Regions from separate parts of the Mus musculus genome. Here regions 1, 2 and 3 are each linked to region 4. The links are chromatin contacts, called in public HiChIP or PLAC-seq maps. All regions are on one chromosome and are shown on one strand. The core of a region is the stretch at or near the end of the contact, and the rest is flanking DNA. Distances in the headings are between cores, read along the strand shown. Region 1 has its middle 20 kb from the start of Nol4l. Region 2 has its middle 48 kb from the start of Commd7. Region 3 holds the start of Nol4l (nucleolar protein 4-like). Region 4 holds the start of Hck (hemopoietic cell kinase).

What was found. HiChIP or PLAC-seq counts read pairs in DNA pulled down with a chosen protein or histone mark.
Region 1: a contact with region 4 is called in an H3K4me3 HiChIP or PLAC-seq map of embryonic stem cells, with 17 read pairs. The contact joins the enhancer-like site here to the promoter of Hck in region 4. A contact is called at or near these places in 5 of 115 datasets of contacts at active chromatin or transcription factors (bone marrow-derived macrophages, embryonic stem cells, large pre-B cells and 1 more).
Region 2: an H3K27ac HiChIP or PLAC-seq map of embryonic stem cells shows a contact between it and region 4, with 2.5 times the contacts expected there. The contact joins the enhancer-like site here to the promoter of Hck in region 4. A contact is called at or near these places in 4 of 39 promoter capture datasets (embryonic stem cells, liver and stem cell-derived epiblast-like cells) and 3 of 115 datasets of contacts at active chromatin or transcription factors (embryonic stem cells and fibro-adipogenic progenitors).
Region 3: a contact with region 4 is called in an H3K4me3 HiChIP or PLAC-seq map of embryonic stem cells, with 10 read pairs. The contact joins the promoter of Nol4l here to the promoter of Hck in region 4. A contact is called at or near these places in 4 of 39 promoter capture datasets (the 3T3-L1 cell line, embryonic stem cells, liver and 1 more), 1 of 484 Hi-C or Micro-C datasets (embryonic stem cells) and 4 of 115 datasets of contacts at active chromatin or transcription factors (embryonic stem cells and memory CD8 T cells).

Annotation. Positions count from the first base shown.
Region 1 is chr2:153,548,236-153,551,203 of GRCm38.p6, reverse strand. No RefSeq gene overlaps it. Among named protein-coding and RNA genes, the nearest start is that of Nol4l, 20 kb to the right of the region's middle. Within about 2 kb of position 1,568, at least 54 of the 459 cell types and tissues checked have an H3K27ac peak or open chromatin away from gene starts, as enhancers often do. A contact at or near this core is called in bone marrow-derived macrophages and embryonic stem cells, where this site is marked.
Region 2 is chr2:153,582,982-153,586,124 of GRCm38.p6, reverse strand. No RefSeq gene overlaps it. Among named protein-coding and RNA genes, the nearest start is that of Commd7, 48 kb to the left of the region's middle. Within about 2 kb of position 1,459, at least 42 of the 459 cell types and tissues checked have an H3K27ac peak or open chromatin away from gene starts, as enhancers often do. A contact at or near this core is called in embryonic stem cells, where this site is marked.
Region 3 is chr2:153,528,658-153,531,607 of GRCm38.p6, reverse strand. It overlaps Nol4l (nucleolar protein 4-like), which reads left to right and starts at 1,637. Exons shown (of 11, transcript NM_001134300.2): 1 at 1,637-2,166. The coding sequence starts at 1,846.
Region 4 is chr2:153,107,021-153,110,143 of GRCm38.p6, reverse strand. It overlaps Hck (hemopoietic cell kinase), which reads right to left and starts at 1,676. Exons shown (of 13, transcript NM_010407.4): 1 at 1,390-1,676. The coding sequence starts at 1,451.

The DNA of each region.
Region 1 (2,968 bases), core at 319-2,818, 440 kb before region 4:
AAGTCTACCTGCGTGCTGGTTTTCAGGGATCTAATGAGAATGAGACAGACAGGGTCTGGGCTTGTACAGGTCCACACAGCAAGGGACAGATGGTGGCTGCCACCTACAAATACCTGTGGTAATACTGGAGAGGTACGGGTGGTGTAAAGGCGCACATAGTGGGGCCTGGTCCAGGCGAGGGTCCTGAGGGCCGCCTTGAGGATTTGGATGCTGAGCTGCTGGAATGGATATCTTAGGAAGCCTGGTTACAGGGCTTGGTTAGTGGGCCAAGTCTCCTTGGTGGGCGTGTAGCATGGGCTGGTTGATCAGTGGTAGGGCTGGAAGAGATGGGGATGTTGGGAGATAAGGTTCATGATCTCTATTTTGAGAGACTGGTTGAAAGGAAGATGTTCCAGGGGAAACCGAGGGGGTAGGAATAGGGGTATTTTAAAAATATCTATCTACCAATACATCTGTCCGTCCATCTATGTATCCATCTATGTATCCATCTATGTATCTATCTATGTATCTATGTATCTATGTATCTATCTATGTGTCTATATATGTATGTATGTATCTATCTACTATATGGGTGATGTGCCTACATGTATATCTGTGTACCAAATGTGTAGAATGCCCAGGGCATTGGGTCCTCTGGAACTAGAGTTACAGGCAGTTATGAGCTGTCGTGTGGGTGCTAAGAACTGAACCTGTGTCCTCTGCAAAAGCAGCATGTGGTCTTAACAGCTGAACCATCTCTCCAGCCCCATAATGTATATCCCAAGTCTTTACCCTGCCCTCAGAGAGCGACTCAAAGTGGGGGACTGTCAGGGGCATAAGGAGCACATTAGGGTTGGCATTCACACTTCACTGAGGTTGGACCGTCACCCCAAGTGACCCAAATCGGCTCAAGGCTCAATAGAAGAATCATGTCTGGCATAAAAGAGCCTAGAATCTTCTACTGCAGGCCTTTTGGCAAGTATCAGAAAGCTACTCCTGATTCCTGCAGATCTCCAAGGAGGTCCTGCTGGGCATCAGTCCTTCCTTACAGATAATTCTGTCTGGTCCCTACCCACCCATCCCCATGACTACAAAAGGGACGGCCTGGAGACATGCATCTGTAATGGTCTAAGGGCCCTGGGATGCTGATTCATGCCCACAGCACCTCCTTCAGTGTGTGGAGTTGGGCTGTGGCTGAAGTCTGTCCCTTTAAAGAGGACTTGGGCCTTCTTGTCCAGCCCACAGTCCCTGAGGAATAGGGACTGGGTAGGCCTGGTGTCTCCCCTAGCTTAGACAGAACGGTTCCAACCTACCAAGAAAGCCTGGGAGCCACACCACACTGAGAGCTTGCCTGGAGCCCACACGGAGCGGTATGACCCAATTGTGCAGCCCCTGAGCTGGGGTGACCAGTATTCAGTTTGCCAGGCCCTGAGGAGTGCAGACTGTGACCATCTATCAAGGCCAAAGCCATCCCACGCCGGGCAGGCAGCCTTCTGTGTGAGGTACGGCAGTTCCAGGCACCAGGGCCTGCCCCTCATGGGACATAGCTGTGTGTCCTTGAACGTCCCCTAATCTTGGAGTGCTCTCATTTCCTCAACTGTGCCTCGAGGGCGTGGCCCCTGCCCTGTCTATCTCAGGCCTCTGGGAAGTGCTGGCAGCTAGAAGGGGCTTGAATCTATAGTGTCTAATTCAGGATTGTGTACACTGGTGGTAGCAGGTGTCCCTGGGTCCCTGGATGGGCAGATTCTGGACCGAGCTTTACTGAATCAGACACAGGGCCTGGCTGAGCATGCGGAGTAGATTCGGCTGTGATTGTGTGTGAGTTAACATTGTATGTGTGCAGATCCGAGGAGTCAGGATTTCTCTTGGCTTTCAGAGGTCACCTTTAAGGGCAGGCAGGGCAGGGAGTCAGAGAAGGAGTTCAGGGAGTCCCAGGGTGGCCCCACTTGGCACCACCAGGCTGGACTTCTTGCCAGCAGAGAAAGATAGGAAGATCACTCCTTGCTCTGGGTCTCTAGAATCTCTCTGCCAAAGTGGTGAGAAAGACTGAAGGCAGCCGGTCCTGTAGGCCCCTCCTTGCAGCTACACAGAGAGGATGCACAAAAGATTGCTTGGCTTGTGCCTAGCTCTGTGGTGACTGATCGGTCGGTCGGTGAGGGAGGCAGGTGGGAGGAGAAGAGAGAAATCACCAGGAGGAGGGGGCAGTGTCATGGAGAAGAGCCAGGAAGTTTAGGGGTGACCTTGGGGACTGGACAGGGTTTTTTTTTGTCTCACATCTGGAGGTGCTGACCTGGGACACAACAGAAGCTCAGTCCCTGTCTCAGAGTCATCTGTGGGTGTGAACCTCAGGCTAACAAGCCTCTCTGCCTGTTCCCAGATCTTATCATGTGATACAGACCAATATCCAGCAGCTTGGGATGCACACAAGCCATCCAAGGAGCCAGACTGGAGCCACACGTCCTGTCCCACACAGACCCAGGTCCTCTATGCATAGAGCCCGAGGGTCTGGCATGTCACCCAGTAAGCAAGCAGATCAAACCAGGATGGAGGCGGTCCACATTTGCTATCCCTGGGCTCCAAGGAACTTGCGGGACCAGGAACAGAATGCAGGATTTCTCCCCAGGGGGAGGACACACAGAAACACAAGGGAATTATCAGAGTTCTCCTCCCCCACGCCAGCAGGCTGGCTGCCCACACTCTGGTGCCCAAGGCCACCAGCGTCTATCCAGCTCATGGTTTCCCCAGGGCCCTTGTAGCCAGGCCTGCTCATTGTGCAAAGGCCACGAGGTTCTCTCTGACTCCTCCATGGCCCAGAGTATCTACCCAAGGCTACTGCTGCACCGTGTGGGCAAGGGTCCGAGCCAATTCCGGGCATCAGCTCCCTCACTCGGCGGCACTGCCATAATTATCCAGCCATCCCCTTCAAGTGTACGGCAACCATAGCAACAGACAGATGTTCTGTCCCAGCCACGGTCCACAGCAAGGCAGG
Region 2 (3,143 bases), core at 210-2,709, 480 kb before region 4:
CCAGAGCCTCCCTGTGCCTGCGTTCTTTCATTGGGTGAGGGTCGAGACAGAGTCACTACAGCTCAGACTGGCCTTCAGCTTACTAAGGAGCTAAGGCTGGTCTGAAGCCCCTATCCCCTTGCCTCTGCCGACCAGATGCTGAGATTATAATCGTGTGTCTCTACACTGGATTTTTTTTTTCTTTTCCTTTTTAGTTAAATTTGTTCACTTTTGTGGTGCTAGGGATGAGCCTAGGGCCTTCTACATGTCAAGCCAGCACTCTACCCTGGACCCATAGCTCCAGATGTGTGACTGTTTTTTCTCTGATTCCAGACTGGGGTCCCCTGAGAAGTAATGAGTCCCAAGTTCATCTTGGTCTCCTTTGTGAAGCCTAATGCTGAATTCTGTATCCGGCAGCCCATTCCACAGGAGAGTCCCTTCATGAGCACCCCACTCAGCATCTCTAATCACTCTATTTTGTCTTTAGTTTTTTGAGACAAGGATTCCCTGTGTCAGCCCTGGGTGTCCTGGAATTTGCTCTGTAGACCAAGCTGGTCTCCAGCTCAGAAATCTGCCTGTTTCTGCCTCCGGAGTGTTGGGATTAGAGGCATATGCTGCCACCATCCTGCCAGTCACCTTTTTAATTAAAAAAAAAAAAAAACAAACTAAATTTTATCCTTTGAAATATTTTATTGAATTTTACGTGTATGAGTGGTCTTCCTGCATGTATGCTCATGTCTGGTGTGCTGATCAGAACAGGGCATTGGGTCTCCCTGGAATTCGAGTTAAACAGAACTGTGTGTTAAGAGTTGAACCTTAGCTGGGCGTGGTGGCGCACACCTTCGATCCCAGCACTTGGGAGGCAGAGGCAGGCATATTTCTGAGTTCGAGGTCATCCTGGTCTACAGAGTAAGTTCCAGGACAGCCAGGGCTACACAGAGAAACCCTGTCTCGAAAAACAAAAAACAAAAAACAAAAACAAAAAACAAAAACAAAAAACCCCAAACAAACAAAAACAAAAACTAAAGAACAAAACAAACAAAAAAGAGTTGAACCTTAACTTACTCCAGTAGAACAGCCAGTGCTATTTATTTATTTATTTATTTATTTATTTATTTATTTATTTATTTATTTATTTATTTATTTATTTATTTATATTTAGATGAGTACACTGTAGCTGTCTTCAGTCACACACCCCAGAAGAGGGCATCAGATCCCATTACAGATGGTTGTGAGCCACCATGTGGTTGCTGGGAATTGAACTCAAAACACCTGGAAGAACAGTCAGTGCTCTTAACCAGCTGCGCTATCTCACCTGCCCTTCTCATCACCCTCTCCAGGACACAGGCTGCAGCCTTTTGGATTTGGGGTGGGGGTGGGGGTGCATTGTTCTGGTGCCAGGCCAACCAGATGATCCCGGTGCTGGAAGGTCAGAGTGGCTCATAGCAGTCGGAGCTGACTCTGGACTAGTTTCACCTGAGTTGTCTCCTTTGCTGCGGTCTCAGTGGCTCTTCCAGGTGGGGTACAGGTCAAGGCACAGGGCAGCTGCTTCTCCTGCCAATTAACATAATTGGCAAATGAGCCGGGCTTGGACTCTAACTCAAGTCTCTGGGGAGCCACTGAGCCACACCTCTGCCTGGAACCAACTTGGGGCAGGACTGGGTGCTTTGGAGTCTTTTTTCCCTGCTCTGTGCAAAGGTCAAAGGTCAGAGGTCATTTGTTTAACTTTCCCCAGACATGACTGTATTGTTAAGGCTAGAGTGTTTGGGAACTAACTCTCTGCATGTCTGCCTGCCTGCCTGCCTGTCTGTCTGTCTGTCTGTCTGTCTGTCTGTCTCTCTAATAGAAATAAAGCCCCAAACAAAACAAAACAGAAAAGTAGTTAAGATTCTAGAAGTCGAGCCGGGCATGGTGGTGCACGCCTTTAATCCCAGCATTTGGGAGGCAAAAACAGGAGGATTTCTGAGTTCGAGGCCAGCCTGGTCTACAAAGTGAATTCCAGGACAGCCAGGGCTACACAGAGAAACCCTGTCTCAAAAAAAAAAAAAAGTCTTGGTGGCCTTGTTCCTATTACACTTGAATTCAGCAGTGACACATTAGGAATTGGGGTTAAAAGGAGCTCCACGGAGGCTCAACACAGCGCCCGCCCGCAGAACCCACCACTGATTCAGGCTAAGGGCGACAGGCTCTACTTCGCCTCTGCTCGCCTTTATCTGGGGAGGATTTGGGGTGGTGGGAAGGCGGGGGAAGTTGGAGGCAGGGCTGGCCCAAGGTGGGCAGAAGAGATAGGGAAGTGGGGAGGGGGCCGGCCCTCTGGGGAGGGGCGGAGAAGGGAAGGACAACCCAGAACCTGCACAGTGGGAGGCCTCACAGGCCTGGCCCTGCTTGTGGTTGCAGAGCTTCTGGTGCCTTCCATCCTTGCCAGGCAAGATACAGCACCTTTAATTAGCACGCTGTAACCTCTACCGATTCATCACCGGCTCAGTTTAATTAGCCGCAGGAGGCGCCCCTGCCCCCAGTTCTTGGCTGAGCAGCTGCCTCTCTCACTCACAGAGGTGGCCACCACCTCAAAGTGTCCCCTGTCACCCTCCCATACTTATTTCCCTCCCCAGAATGTGGGGTGGACACAGCCAGCTGCCTGGCTGAAACCTCAAGGAGACGGTGGAGCTGCGACCTTTGTACCCATGATGCTCAGCTTCCTTCTCGGCCCCCTCCCAGGTCAGGTTGAGTTGGGTTGGACCAGCTCGGGTAACCTCCAGTTGAATGGGACTGAAGCCGAGCTGTCCCACTGTAAGAGACTGCTTTCCCCTTTGGAAGCTACTAGCGCGCACGCACGGGGGTGGGGTGGGGGTGTGTGTGTCCCTGTCTCGATTGCTCCTGTGCAGAGACAGGCCCTGCATTTTGCTGCTTCCCCACATTTTTTCCTCTTCCTCTTTCTCCTCCCCATGGCTGAGAAGCTGAGACCCGGAGAGGGGCCAGGACTCCACTCTAGATCTTGGGGCTTTGCTGGGAGACCTGAAGTGGACGAAGAGACAGGGCGTGGCAAGGTGGAGCTGGGGAGGATGGGCCTCCAGGAAGCAGGGGACTGGTAGGCATGAGGCCTTGGTGTCAGGCCAGGGGCAGCTCCATACAAGGGTTACGTTATCTGCTCTTGGACAGTAATG
Region 3 (2,950 bases), core at 388-2,887, 420 kb before region 4:
GAAGACCCCTTAGGTTCTTCCCAGCATTTATTGGCACCTACTGTGTGCCAGATGCTGTACCAGGGCCGGGAAATTCAGGGATGAGTCAGATATGGGCCCTGAGCATCTGGAGACTCTGGCTGGAGGGGTGTGGGGAGCGAGCTGTAGCTCCCACCTGAGAGGGGAGGCATATGTGTGAAATGGTAGCGGGTGTCAGGCAGAACTGAGCCGAAACTCACACCCCATCTCCCTCTTTCTCATGACCTTGAGTAGATCAGGCCACCTCTCGAATCCCGAGGCCCCCTTCTCTAAGATGGGGATGGCTTCACAGCTGCCAGGGCCTGGCACACAATTGTCTCAATGACTCGGGTATGGGCACCTTGGAGTTCTTAGGCAGAAAATGATCCTGTTCTGGGACTCAACTCTTGAGTGATAATGTGTCTGTAAGAGTGGCCTGATGACATGGGGGTGGCCGCCAGGGGACAGCAGAAAGGATAATGCAGTAATTTCTTATGCCCTGATAAGAAAGGAAGGCAGAAATCTTCGAGGATTGACTTGAACCTTTATTTATGCTTATAATTCATAGGGGAGGAGGAAGTTCTACACTGGTCAGATCTGCTCAGGTGGGAGGGGGTGTGAGATCACTAAGTTTATTCTCCAAGGGATTCTAGGCCAAGGTGCATCCGGGAAGGTCAGGCTTCTCAGAATGGGTTTGTGGGTGTGTTCAAGGTCTTCAGAGGCTCAGTGAGGTTGGCACCAGGAAGGCCACCGGACAAGGTGACTTCTATAGGGCCTGGGGCTACCCACCCCCACCTACACTAAGGCAAGGCCGGCCAATCTTGGGGGAATTCAGATGAGGTGGAAGGAGAGAAAGTTTGGGGGTCCAAAGGGTGGTGGCTTGGGGTCCCCCCCCCGGGGGAACATTCCTATTCTGGCACCCATACTGACACCAGAGCGGTCAGGCCAATTGCAGGAGTGAGGAGAGGAGCCTGTCCCACACCGCCAGGGTTGGGCTACCTCGGCTAAGACGACCCAATCGGGGAGGCTGGGGACGCCAGTGTCTGGGCTATGATCTGTGCCCTACTGCCTGCGGGACAGTCAGCCCGTCCCGACAGAGTGCGGCCTTCCAGGCTGTGGGCCGAACCAGCCGGATGGAACACGATCCCTAGCTGGGTACCGCGCGCCTGCCGCTGCTGCCCTCCCGGCCGCTGCGGGTGCAGCAGCCCCCGCGCCCCCAGGGGCCGGGCCGGGCGGGGCTGGGCGCGCGGGCGCGGGAGGGAGGGGGGCGGGCGGCGGCGCAGCCTGCGCCGCTCTAACAGGTGGGATCCCGCGGCGTGGTGGAGGCGGGCGCGGGAGGAGGAGGAGGAGGAGGAGGAAGAGCAGCAGCAGCGGGAGCCCCAGCCGGAGCCAGAGCAGGAGCAGGATGAGCCGCGCAAGCTGACAGCCACCGCTGCCGCCCGCGCCCAGGCTCGGTCTCGCTCCCCGTGCCCGGGGCCGCTCCCCGCCTCCCGCCTCCCCTGGCCGCCCGCGGGGCGGCCCGCCCCCTCTGCACCTCCGGGCCCGGAGCTGCCTCCATCTCTCCTGCATCCCGGCCGGGGGGAGGAGGAGGCGGAGCAGGAGGCGAGTCGGAGCCGCCGCCGCCAACGCCGCCGCCGCCGCCGCCGCCGCCCGAGCAGGACAGAGCGCGCCGCAGCCCCGCGCGTCCGGCCGCCGCCCGCGCCCATCCAGCAGCCGCGCCAGAGCCACACCGCGGGACAGCCCGGGCCGCGGCGCGCCCCTGCCCAGCCCGGCCCAGCCCAGCCCAGTTCCAGCACCGGGCGGCCCGGTGGCCGGCCCGCCCCCGAGGGCGCCGGGCGCGGCGGGAGGATGCCGAAGCCGACGCTGCTGCTGCGCGGGGGCTGGGAGCGCGAGCGCAGCCCCGGGGACTCGGAGCTGGGCCGCCAGTTCCGGGACTGGTGCCTGCGCACCTACGGCGACTCGGCTAAAACCAAGACAGTGACACGCAGCAAATACCAGCGGATCGCCGAGGTCCTGCAGGGTGGCGGCGGGACCGGCGCGGGCAGCGGCCCGGCGGCGGGCGAGAAAGGCAAGTTCCAGTTCTGGGTGCGCTCCAAGGGCTTCCGCCTGGGCAGCGGCCGGGAACCCAAGATGGGCCAAGTGGTGTATGTGCCGGTCAAGACGGGCTCGGTGAGTGCGCGCGCGGCGGCCGCGGGCTAGTCCCGTGGCCGGGATTGGGGAGGGCGGGGGCGGGGTGGGGGTGTGGATGTGTGTCCGAATGGTGTGTTTCTGGGGTTGTCCGTGTGTCTAGCCCACCCGGGGCGTGCGTGTCCCTGCTCACTAGCCCTCCCTGGCCCGCCCGGGCAGCGCTCGGGGTTTGGGGCGTCCCTGCCCCCTCTGCGCCGCTGATCGGGCCATGGCCGTGACGGGCGGGCTGTCCCGGGCTGCTCACCCCAGCGTGTTCTGTCCTCTCGTCCCCTCCCCTCCCCCTTTCCCCCCAGCCAGCAGGCGGCTGCTACGGAGCTCCAGCCTCCCCCCCTCCCGCCCGGAGGCCGCCTGTCCCGGGCGCCTCGCGCTCCCGCCCCCGGGCCGGCTGGGCGGTGTGTGTGTGCGTGTGTGTGTGTGTGTGTGTGTGCGCGCGCGCGTGTATCTATGTGTGTGTGTGTAGGGTGGTGCTGCGGGGGTGGGGAGGCAGGGGCAGCGGCGGGACGGGGAGTCCACTGGGCCTCCCCGCACTAGGGGAGGGGGCTAGCCCTGGCACTGTCGCCCCGACCCCACCCGGCACTGGCCCGGGGAGGGGCAGCCAGAGCCGCAGCCTGGCGCAGGAGCAGCCTCCCAAGGGTGGGTGGGGCGTCCCCGCCGCCCCCCGGGCCCCGCGCTCCCCCCACCCTGGGACGGGGGCGGCATGACCTATTCATCCCCTCCCCTCCCCCGTCTCTCAGGCTGGCCCGGTTGGCGCTGGGGAGGGGGGCGG
Region 4 (3,123 bases), core at 427-2,926:
TGCTCTAAAATCGGAGACATTTTGGGCACCGACAGGATGGTCCAAGTGGGAAAGTCCACACCTGATCTGAGGCTATCAATTGATGTAAAAATGGAGGAGCCATTAAAAATGTGTCATTAGTTATCTCTGAGGGATGAGAATGAAATGTGTGAAAATCTCGGGCCAGGAAGATAGCCCAGTTGGTAAAGTGAGTACCTTGCAAACAGGGGGAACTGAGTTACAACCCCCAGAACTCCTGAAAAAAGTCAGCTGGGAGGAAGGACCCTTGGGACCCACTAATCAGCCGGCCTCACCTACCCAGCAAAAGCCCCAGGCCGATGATAGACCCTGTCTCCAAAAGCAAGGTGGCCTTTGCTTGAAGAACAACATAGAGTCCTCTGGCCTCCACGTGTGTAGGAACCCCAGAGTACACACCAACCAGTGAACACATACAGAAGCACGTGTAACATACACAAATGTCTCTTTAAGACCTAATTTTCACTCCAGGATGCCTCGCTGTGCACTTGACATACAGAATTCTGCCACACTCGGAAATCCTAAACCCCTCTGATCAGGTGTAGTTTGGATAGGGAACATTCAACCTGTCCTCTTACCATCTCCATCCTGCAGCTATGCAAACAGAGGCACAGACAAACCAGGCTCTCTCTCCAGTACCCAGCAGCACTGCTCCCCTTCTCTGGACAACTCAGCTTCAGATGAATGTAAAACAGCCCATTTTACAGAGTTGGAAGCTGGAATCCAGAGAGTAGCCAGTGACATGCCCCAGTGTCACACAGAGGAGATGGTGGTAGATTGTGGTCTTTGTGTAAGAGGTTCTGGAGTTGGATGTACGCCTGTTAGGGGTTCAGCTGGGAAGGCAGGGGAAGATGTAAAAGAGGGGACTCAGATATACACCTATAGCCAGGCCTGGGTGTGGCAGGCATGGGCTTGTCTTGGCCGGGCTGTTCCTTTAGCCATGGCTGCTGTCTACCTGCGTGACCTGCCACCCACCCACCATCAATGGGAACTGAACGGGCCTTTCCCTCCCCTCCAGCTTCTTCTTCTTGGTGTGTGTGTGTGTGTGTGTGTGTGTGTGTGCAGAAGGGGAACCTGGTTAGACAGAGAAGCCTCAGCTCAGCACTGCCATTCCCCTGCCTGAGCTTCCTCTATCTAGGGCTATCCCAGGGTCGCCCTGGGTGGCGGCAATTCGCCTCACCTGGCCACCTGGGTACCCTCCACCTTTCGTAGACTGCGCATCCCACCGCCGGGGATCGGTTGCTCCTAGGACGGGTTCTTCCTTCCTCGGCACCCCCACAGCTCGCCCAGGATCTCAGATCCCTGGAGCCCGAGGTCTGCACGTTCTCGGGGACGGGGGTGTGTCCCATTCCCGCCCTCTCACCCCGCACTCACCTGGGCGCCCGCCCTTCGCTTCGTGGGCAGCCCGGATCCTCGCAGCTAGACCGACCCCCCAGCGCTGCGGCCCCTGGTGGCCCCGGACTTCAGAGCCCGGAGCAAGCGACGAAGACTTGCGGGCTACAGAGGCTGCGTTGGCGCTCGGAACGGGTCAGAGCCCCCTTCACGGGCGACTTTGGTCCCCTCCCACCCGTCTGAGAGCCGCCGCGGGGAGTGCAAGCTGGGAGCCGCAACCCAGTGGCGCTCACTGGCCATCTGGGCGCCTTAGCCGCACCCTGGGTGATGCAAACCCCGCCCCCAAATACCCCGACTCCGCCCTCTAAGAGCCTAACTCCCACTCTGGCTCTCTTGTCTCCTGCTCTAAATTCACCTCCAAAGAATTTCAGCATTTCTTTGCTAACCCTGTCCTCAAGGGCGCTAACCAGTCCTTGAAGGACTTACTCAGACACCAAGGTTTGACCCGCCCTCCCAAGATTCCCAGTCCCCCTCCCCCACTAGTGCGTTTAAGCCCCCCATGATGTAATGAGCCTGTCCAAAGGATTCTAAACCCTATCCCCAGAGATTTTGGACCCCTACCTAAGAGACCAAATACCCTTGGATTCCCTAAAGAATTGTAATATTTTACGTTTATTGTTTGACTGGTTGATTGTTTCCGTGTATGTGTGTAAGTACCCTGGAGCCTCAGAGCGGTGTAGAGGTTAGAGAACAATTTGGAGGACTAGGATCTTACCTTCCACCTTCCGAGTTCCGGGGACTGAACTCAAGCAGCCACGCTTGGCACCAGGCGTCTTTACCTGCAAAACCATCTGCCTCCTCCTGGGGAAAGATTTTCAATCTCACTTTCTATTCTGTTCCCAGTCCTAACCCCTACAAATTCTCTAGATTTGTAATCAAATTTTCTGAAAGGGTTTTAATCTCGAGAGCGCGCGCGCGCGCGCTTGTGTGTTCTAGAGAATGGAATCCAGGGCCTCTCTCTCCGTAGTTTGTACTACAGCCACCAGCCCCCTACGAGACCTTAATCCCATAGGTCCTAAATCCTGCACTGGAGCAATCAACCGATCCTATCCTTCCTTTCAAAGATCCTAAACCAGCCGCAGAAGGAATGTAGCTCCCTTTAAGTCTAACCACGCCCTGATAAGTCTAACCTCTCCCTCTAGGATTCTGGTGGGTCTCCACCGCCCTTCCACTTCGGTCCCTCCCACATGCAGCGGTTTTCCCTCCACCCGCCCACCCACCGCTTATTCAAACTCCATGCAAAGTCTGGCGCCCGCGGGAGTTCTTTGCCTTATTCTGGGCTGAATATGGGACTGCTCAGAGGACCTCCCAAGTTGAAGAGAGGAAGTCTTACTGGCAGACCACTGAGGTCCTGTTTGCATGGCATATTCCACTCAGCCTGAGACATCATTCAAAACGACAGGGACCAACACTCTCTAAACTGCAACACACACCTGCAGAAACGTACAGGAGTCCTCCCTCCTCTAGCCAGGCCAGACCACCAGTATCTCTCATTCATTCGCTTACGCGTGCATGTAGGCATGCGTTTAGCAGTACTATGTTTTAAGTATGAATTCTGAGCGCGAGCGGTGTTAGCAGCTCTAGAGTTCCACCCGCTAGGCCCAGTAGCAGTTCTGACAACCAGAGCTGCCTCCTACACAGCCTGGTCCCCAGCCCACGTAGAAATCCCAGTCACCCAACACTAATGTGTTTGCTATGTATTTTAATATATTCATG